Linked DNA regions of Mus musculus: region 2 is linked to region 1. A link is a contact called in public Hi-C data. All regions are on one chromosome and are shown on one strand. Each heading gives the region's core, a stretch centred on a gene start, on an enhancer-like site or on the middle of the called end of the contact. The rest is flanking DNA. Distances are from core to core; before and after follow the strand shown.

Region 1 (4,465 bases), core at 1,297-3,796:
GTGGTGACACTGGCCTGATGCTCTGGATTTTGTAGAGCAGTACCCGTATTGAAGGGACCATAATCCTCAGGCTACAGGCGAGAATACATTTCTCATCCATAGTGCTTCCATATAGATCCTGCCTTTTAAAAACTTCTCTTTTATCCATTTTTATATGCATCCCATTGTCTATTTAGTTTGCCTATTACTAAACCATATCCTTAAGCTCCAACTTTTATTGTCATAAATGAGTTCATCTCTCAGCCTTCATCAGAGACGCTTCTGTTTTGCAATAGATTGTGATTAATACAGAGACCTACAACTGCTCAACATGCAGGGAACAAGAGACTGCTGTGTGCAGATCTAAATGGAAACTGCATCACACCCTTTCCTTTTAAGGCTTAAGTGTCATTACAAAAGAGGGTAGAAAAAATTGCAAGACCTAGAGACTGTGGACACCTGTGGAGAAATTACTTGCCGCACATGACAGTGCCATTGCGCATGTGGAATTAGTAGGTGTGACTATATCACATGACCTGTTCAAAATCAAGTCAGCTAAAATTCCAGCATGGATGGGCAGTTCTCATTAAGTCTTGCCCCTAACTGAGGAACTTTTGACAACTAATTTAGGCTGCTAGGGGAACAAGAGTCAAGTTCTTCAAGGATATGATCTGGGAGAAGCTACCCATTCTCTAGTAGATGGAATTGTATCTATGCACGCACACACACACACACGCACACACACACACACACACACACACACACACCAGTAAGTGCATTCAATGCATTTAGTATCCAAGGAGCTAAAGAGATCTGCAACCCTGTAGGTGCAACAACATTATGAACTAACCAGTACCCCGGAGCTCTTGACTCTAGTTGCATCTGTATCAAAAGATGGCCTAGTCGGCCATCACTGGGAAGAGAGGCCCATTGGACACGCAAACTTTATATGCCCCAGTACAGGGGAACGCCAGGGCCAAGAAGTGGGAATGGGTGGGTAGGGAAGTGGGGGGGGGGAGGGTATGGGGGACTTTTGGGATAGCATTCTAAATGTAATTGAGGAAAATACGTAATAATAAAAAATATTAAACAAAACAAAACAAAAAAAAACAAAGCAAATGAAGTTAGGAGGAAAATGAAATCTGGGGATGGGTCAGTTATAGAGGAGGGATTCGGAGTTGGTATCTGATGAAACTACATTATATATGTGTATGTATGTATGAAATTCTCAAACAATAAAAATGTAATTTAAAATAATGAAGAGCAAAAAACTTTTGGAATGGAAAAACATTCTCCTTACTGTCCCGCTATTATTTGAACTTTCTAGTCCGACTTTCTGTGTCCGGGCCCAGCCTTACAGGGTGCTTAAGAGGCGTGTGATCAATAAATCGATACTCTGTTCAGCTAGCTAGAATATGTTTGCATTGGAAATAGTATGTGTGTTACTTACAAGATACTTTTTGGATATTTCATTGCCTAAGATTCATTTTCTTGTGTGAAGATAATGTGAAGGCATGATACTACACCAAACATGTATAGTTTCATGTTTGGGGATGATAAGCGTTTTCAATATTATTTTCAAAAAGAATAGATAGTTTTATCTGTTTCTTATCTATCAAAAATAAAGACTTAGGTTTTGAAGACTCTTTTCAGAGATAAAACTTCTAAAGACACATGACTTGGAATATCCCTAGTTGTCCGGCTCAGTAATATCTGTCTTGTATGTTGACAGTAGGCATGTGGATTGTCTGGTGCCATGATGCCTTCTTGAATGTTGACAGTAAGCATGTGTGGATTGAGTCTGGTGGCTGGTTCTAGTTTAATCTCTGGTAAGTCTATTCTTTTACTCAAATTGGTGTTTCATTATTAAAATTAGTGGGTACATAACACATCTTGCCTGTCAAAAGGACATATAGTTTTAATATTTTGCCACACTCTCTCAGGACACTAGTCTGCAATGTGGGTTAATGGGTTGAAAGCCTGTGAATGTCAGAAAAACAAAAGAGAATTAATCTCTTAGGACCCTTTTGTAACCACCAACTTCTGGTTTTTATTTTACATTTTGTATACCTCAAGCAAAAAAGAAAGAACTATTTCCCTCAGCTCCCTCCCTTTTTCTAAAAATAATTCACTTTTGGTTTGTAACCCTATAACACATGCCAAAATTCAACCCAGAGTGAATTTTTGTAGCAAACTTAAAACCCCCAAAATAGAAACTGCTGACAGTTTCTTAAATACAGAAACACTGGCAGGTGCCTTGGTAATAAATTCACAGGCTTAGAATCCACAAAACAATAAAGTTATGCAAATTGGACTATGAAGAAAGAATAACCCTGAGACAAACAGCAAAGACACAGCTTCAGCCCCTGGGCTCCTGATTTGGTAACGTGGGACAAGTCACCTTAAGAGAATCACGGAGATTTAAGATCAAGGGAGCTTTCCCAGACATAACACTGGGCCACAGCTCGAGCAGAAAAATTAAGAACAGACTTCTTTGTTGCCCTAACCATAAGCAGACAGGACCAACTCACAGGCCTTGCTTATGGCTCCCAGGGTGAAGTGGAAAATTACAGAGTACTTCCTTGATGAAGTTCTCAGAGTTGCCGTTTTAATTGTTCCTTCAGCAACATCCCCGTCAGTCATATTTAGATTAGCTGTTTAATTTTAGTCCAACAATCAAGAATGTCATCCATTTCTGAATCCCATTTATTTTAAACATCCATACTTAATTGTCTTTTACTTTTGTTATTAACCTCTGATTCTGGCAGCAAAACAGAAAGCTGATCTTCTTTAATAAAAAGAAAAGGTGATGGGCGACTAGCTTATTTCAAGTAAATACATTTTCAATTAAAATGTAAAATGTCTCTAATAAGCTCAGATGGAGTAAATGGAGCTAGAGAGACCAGCACTTTCCTTTAGTGGGTGATAAGGCGCGACTTCTGATCCGGAAGCATTGCTTGCAGAATGTAATCAAAATGTTTCATGTTTTTATTTTTTGATTTTTATCAATTTTAACTGCCAAAGCAGCTCAGAATGGATGCTCTGCTTTGAAGAACAAAGTTGCCAGGGTCAGTGACCATAAATACTTCTTTTTAAAAGTGCTGTGTCTCATTATCTAGCACTGCTAGATGGTATAAATAGGTTCTCAGAAGGATTACCTGAAATGTAAAAGCTCATGATTATAAACTCAGAAACAGAAAGAGTGAGTTCAGTGGAATGGGGATGGCCAGGTGCTCACTCTTCTCAGGGCTAGAAGTCAAGGGGAGCATCCATCCTGATGCTGAGTCTGAAGCAGGGTAGCAGTCAATGGAAGCATCCATCCTGATGCTGAGTCTGAAGCAGGGTAGCAGTCAATGGAAGCATCCATCCTGATGCTGACTCTGAAGCAGGGCAGCAGCACAGACAACAGACTCTCCAGGCTCCCTGTACCTTCCAGGAGTACACCCGGAAGTCACCTGTGCATTCAATGGTTTAAAACCAATGCTGTCTGTTTCTCTGCAGTACTGACTGAAACTGTTTCTAGAAAGGAAGAAAATAATATATGGATGCTTAATAATCATTTTGATTATTTCCTAGCTTAAGAATTTCAAAAGAAATGAGAGCTCAAACATTCCACAGGCAAGATGATTGACCAATGAATGTTAGATCGTGGCCTGTGGAGCATTTCCTTGGTGATTTCTGCCTCCCACTGAACAGACAGAGCTCCGCTGTTCTAAACTGGGACTTGTAGCTTTGCTTAAATTGCATTCTCTCCTCTTCTTCTACTTCCTCATCCTACTCTGTCTTATTTTCTTCCCCCTCTTCATCCCTTTCCCTAACCCTCTCCCTCTCTGATTTCTCTAAAAACAAACTAAAGCCCCTCTCTAGTTGCCTGACCATGGGTTCTTCTCTGTAATATTGTTTTCTTCATACAACTAATGAATACTCAAGTTCAGGAAGGGAAGGAATGCAGCTTCTAACCAATGGTGGTCTGCTTTCCAGCCAGGGTGTTTCAAGTTGAGTCTGTTGGTGTTTCATGCATCATTGGCACAATGCACAGATCACTGATTGTGCCAGAACCCGGCTGTGGTGAAGCTCCCGTAGAGAGCTTTTAGAAAGTCTTAGATTTGTTGTGCATATTTAATTTGAGGGTATATTTTTAGTGGTTTTGCATTAAGAAACCTTTCACCATTTCCATTTCATTTGTTTGTTTGTTTGTTTGTTTGTTTTACAACCCCTATATTCAATTAACAAACCTATATAGGGTCCCAGCTGACTGCTTACGAAGCTGGGCAGAAGGCATAGAATGGTTGGCCAGACACTGAGCCTTGAGGATTCTATTACTGCATCAGTGAAACATCCTTAAGAATTAAAGATGGCGGCTCTTTAGATGGTTGGTTCCCACAGCTCACTCAAGCCTTTCTTTCTGTGCTGATACTAGAGAGAGTCTTCCCTTTTCACATTCAGTAGAAGGTCAGTTACTGGTTAGTGAATGCAGAGATATCAT
Region 2 (4,482 bases), core at 723-3,222, 480 kb before region 1:
TTCTATTAACGCTTATGTAAGCATTAGTCTTGTAGGACACAGGGGGGAGGGGGCAGAGAAATGGGCAATGGCACAAATATCACTGAGAACTCTGTGGTGTGTGGGTTTGCTTTATAACCTTCAAGAGCAATGTTAGTGATTTCTCTGCTTCAGGTACAACGGTGGCTGGCAGGAATTTATAGAGCTGATGATAGGTTTATATGATACCATGTATTAATAATAACCCCAACTGCAATTGATGCAAAACTGCCCAAGTGGATCTCTATATGCAGGTCCAGAATCATGACCCCTTAGCACTGATTACATCCAAGTGTATATTAATATTTTGGTTAATACTTAGGGTGAATATGTTTAACACTTCCTATTCTCACAATGGACTTACTCTGAAGAAGGAAAAACCAGCCAGACATGGATCAGAACTATAATCCCACTACTTAGAAGGTTGAGACAGGAAGGTCTGGAGTTCAGAGACAGCCCAGGTAACATAGTGATTGTGTCCTACAAACAAATGGGACGTATGTTGGTATAACACTAAAGCCAAACCATGTTTTGGGTCCCTGAGATAAGCATGCTTCTTCATGAGCTCTGCTCTGGAATCTCCAAGCAATAGAACAAGGAGTTCAACTCCTTGTCCCCATCAGTCCGCTGCCAAGGCCAGGCTGAGAACAGGGTTGCCTTGAGCTCCTTGGTCAACAAGGCCCTGCATACAGAGACCTATCAGTTATGACCAGAATCTCTACCTCATCCCACCTAGAAGATGGAAGTCCCATGGTGTTCTGTTTTTAAGTCAGTACACCTGGAGTGCAGTCAAGGTGTCTGCTGCTTCAGCAGTGTCATCCCATGATTCTGAAATGAATCAATATGTCAGAGCGTATAGATCAGTACCCCAGTACTCTGTGATTCTCAGCATCAGTCTGCCTCTGCATCCTCAGACTACCCCTCAATAAAATGGTGAACCAGGGCAATGTATATTAGAATTCAGGCTCCCCACCAGGTTTAAAGACATAGATCCCATGTCAAACCCACGCCTGGCTCTCTCTCTCTCTGTTACAGGAGCTTTGCTCATCACAAATACTACTGTCAGAATCCAGGCTTTGCAGCTGATGACCTCTTATGGGTCTGGCTTCATCATTAGCACGATGTTGTCATGAATAAATACTGGTTCTTCCGGCATTAAGTGGATGCATTATCTATTTCATGGTATCAATTATTTTATTTTAATAGTCAATTTTACTGAGATTTAGTTACATATGATGCATTTCAAAAATACAGTTTATGGTCGGCAAAATGGCTCAGTGCACAGAGACACTGGCAGGCTGGCCTGACAAATATGAATTCAAGTTATCAGATCCCACAAGGTGGCAGGAGAGAACCGGTTCTTGAGAATTGTCCTCTGACCTTCAAGTGTGCACTTGGACATATGAATGCGTGCCTGTTCCAGTACTCAATGTCACCCACAGACTCACTCAATGAGCTTAAGAAACTTTTCCAGCTTTAGAATTGATAATCTGGGGTTTGGGATTGAACAATTACAATGCATATAACTTTCTGACACACCATCAATTTTCAATTTTATAGCACAACAGTAAGTCTTGAACCTTCAAACGTTCCCTTTCTGTAGTATTTCAAAGCAGCATTATACTATTAACGTGATTGTATCAATCAATCAAGGATACACACACCGGGCTCAGGGTTAGAAATACAGTCCCCTAACCTCCACAGAAATTAGGATGAAAACCACAGATGAGCAATGTGCTGAAGACAGTTACAAAGTGATTGCATCTCAATAAAGTTAGCAACGTGAACTCTGGAACCTTACTGGGCTTCTCTCCTCTGGATTGGTTTATGATGTTATAGAAAACCCATGGCTTACCTTTTAAAGAACTGGAACCTGACTAATTTCCCTAAGGCCTTATATATGAACATCAGAGTCATCCACCCAGGGGAGCATAACTTAAGATGCTGCTGCTCACTGCAGGGCAATCCCAGAGCAAGGTAATTAAACCGCAGTTTCCAGAGCCCAGCGTCCCACTGAAAGGATCCCGGCTGGAGCACTTCTGAGCAGCTCTTCACTGGAAAGGAGGAAACCATAGGAAGCAATTGCCTTACCTTGGCGCTCACTTGGCCCCAGTAAGGACACAAAGTCTCCCTTGGTCTCCCATTAACTTCTCTCAGGGTTGGTGCCTTAACATTATACAGAAAGATTGTCTCATCACTTTCTTTGAGAAATAAATTCGGCTCAGCACAGACAAGAGACCAAGATAAGAGCAAAGAAATTATTGTACCAAAGTCTACCTTGGTCAACCAATGAGTTGAATTTCCAGTAGTGTGGGCATCTCAAGGGTGGCTACATCAAGAGAGGGCAGTGTCCTTCTCCTGGTCATCATTCACTACTTGGCACCTGTGAAGATGGGCAGCACGTGTTAGTGGGGACAGTCTTGTATCTCCTGCAGGCTACCACAGCTGTTCTCATTGCAGGACTACACTGGCCACACCATGCTTGGAGAAAGAGTTTTATGATAAGGCATATGTTTATAAAATCAGCAAAACTTCTATAGTTTAGAGCACAGTGATGGCATGACATTTCTATCATACTTATCCTGGGTCAGATGCTATTCTAAATCCTTTATATAGCAACAGGCTAGATAATCACAGCAGTATCATGTAGATATTATTAATATCAAATCCTTTGCATACATTCAAGGCTGTAAACTGCAGTTCCCAAAATTAAAAGCCACACTTTTTCTTAATATTCCTCAAGGCAAATTGATTCATAGATTGTGGAGACATGGATTGTCAGACCAGTCAAAGCCAAATGGGTTACTTCAGCTCCCTTTGTAGCCACTGGTTGGATACTTCCATGTTTGACTTAACAGCCAAGCTTGTGATTATTAGACAAATATTTATGAAATGCACCATCAGCTTCCAGCAAGCCAAAGGACAAGGATGTCATTAGATCATTAGAGTCTATAACAGTCTTCCTCGCTTTGGCATAACCCACCTGACAGTCTCACCAAAAAAAAAAAATCTGAAAAGTGTATTGATTTATAAAACCTTCATGAAACTGTTATATTGGAACATGCTATTTTGAGTAAACTAAATGAGTGCCTCCAGGCTAGAATGACCCATTTTCAGCCCTGGAGTAAACTACCTCTTATTCTGAGACAGATGCATTTTTGTATTAACAAGACCCAGTCCATGTAGATTGAAACCAGTAGAGCCAAAACTTCAACCATAGGCAGTTAACTCCTGAGTCTGCACTTCTAAACAGTGCAGTTCTTCTTTTTGGGAAAAATGACTTGATGCTAAAAGATGGGGGGCATTTTTATCAAAAGTGGGCTGGTGAAAGAAACCATTCTCCCAGTGAAACACACTATGAAAAAGTGCCAGAAGCCCCCACTGAGCCGAAGAGCAAGATGAGGCTGTATACCACACAGCCTTTCTAGTGAAAAGCATGTTGTTAAAAATAATTTGGGAGAGACCTGTGAATACGGTGTGCATTTTGGTGGCTTTCAGGTTAATTACAAGTTGTCAGCTTTGCTTAAGAATAATTTACAAGTTGGAGGGATTGTTATGCATTTTAATGAACCCTTCATTTCATTTCATGCCTCTTGGATTCTCAAGTCATCACTAGAAACATCTTCCTCGTTTCAGGAATGCCAAGGAATTCTCTTTTCTTCTGGTGCTCCTAAGATTCCTTTACAATGTGAATTTGTAGACTAGTTTAAGATTGTAATGACATACAGGTGGGATGTAAACATGCCTATTTAGGACAACTTACAACTTTAACTTGCCTTCTTCCTCTGCCTCCTTGCTCCCCACCTCTGGTTTGAGATGCCTACTCTCTTTCCTGAAGCAAATTCACATACAAATTTCAGCACAGTCTTGGCCTCATTTTATTTTGGGGGAGGGTGTTTTCCATTTCTGAAGCAGCCTGAGGCCTTTGTGCTCAACTATCATTTTATTCCTTAGGATAAACTTATGGTGTGTTTAGAGTACTGCATTTTTACCTTATCATCCTGGGAAAGTCACAGAAATGCCTTTCCTGCCGTGCTTTGACCAGAAACAGACCTCTAAAGACTGCCATATCCGGGGATCCATCCCATAATCAGCTTCCAAACGCCAACACCATTGCATACACTAGCAAGATTTTGCTGAAAGGACCCTGATATAGCTGTCTCTTGTGAGACACTGCCGGGGCCTAGCAAACACAGAAGTGGATGCTCATAGTCAGCTATTGAATGGACCACAGGGCCCCCAATGGAGGAGCTAGAGAAACTACCCAAGGAGCTAAAGGGATCTGCAACCCTATAGATGGAACAACATTATGAACTAACCTGTACCCCGGAGCTCTTGACTCTAGCTGCATATGTATCAAAAGATGGCCTAGTCGGCCATCACTGAAAAGAGAGGCCCATTGGACTTGCAAACTGTATATGCCCCGGTACAGGGGAACGCCAGGGCCAAAAAGTGGGAGTGGGT

Evidence for each region. Hi-C and Micro-C count contacts between places; a contact is called where the count stands out from the background.
Region 2: a contact with region 1 is called in a Hi-C map of DN2 thymocytes, with 6 times the contacts expected there. The contact joins two enhancer-like sites. A contact is called at or near these places in 2 of 39 promoter capture datasets (the 3T3-L1 cell line and the C10 cell line), 3 of 15 datasets of contacts at CTCF or cohesin (the NIH/3T3 cell line, large pre-B cells and pro-B cells), 38 of 484 Hi-C or Micro-C datasets (3T3-L1-derived adipocytes, the 4T1 cell line, the AML12 cell line and 28 more), 5 of 115 datasets of contacts at active chromatin or transcription factors (the 230-238 cell line, bone marrow-derived macrophages, large pre-B cells and 2 more) and 1 of 9 other capture datasets (adipose tissue).

The regions. Positions count from the first base shown.
Region 1 is chr12:34,678,777-34,683,241 of GRCm38.p6, reverse strand. The region is part of intron 3 of Hdac9 (histone deacetylase 9); the gene reads left to right. Among named protein-coding and RNA genes, the nearest start is that of Gm46347, 110 kb to the left of the region's middle. Within about 2 kb of position 2,546, at least 31 of the 459 cell types and tissues checked have an H3K27ac peak or open chromatin away from gene starts, as enhancers often do. A contact at or near this core is called in DN2 thymocytes, where this site is marked.
Region 2 is chr12:35,158,776-35,163,257 of GRCm38.p6, reverse strand. No RefSeq gene overlaps it. Among named protein-coding and RNA genes, the nearest start is that of Mir680-3, 34 kb to the left of the region's middle. Within about 2 kb of position 1,972, at least 3 of the 459 cell types and tissues checked have an H3K27ac peak or open chromatin away from gene starts, as enhancers often do. A contact at or near this core is called in DN2 thymocytes, where this site is marked.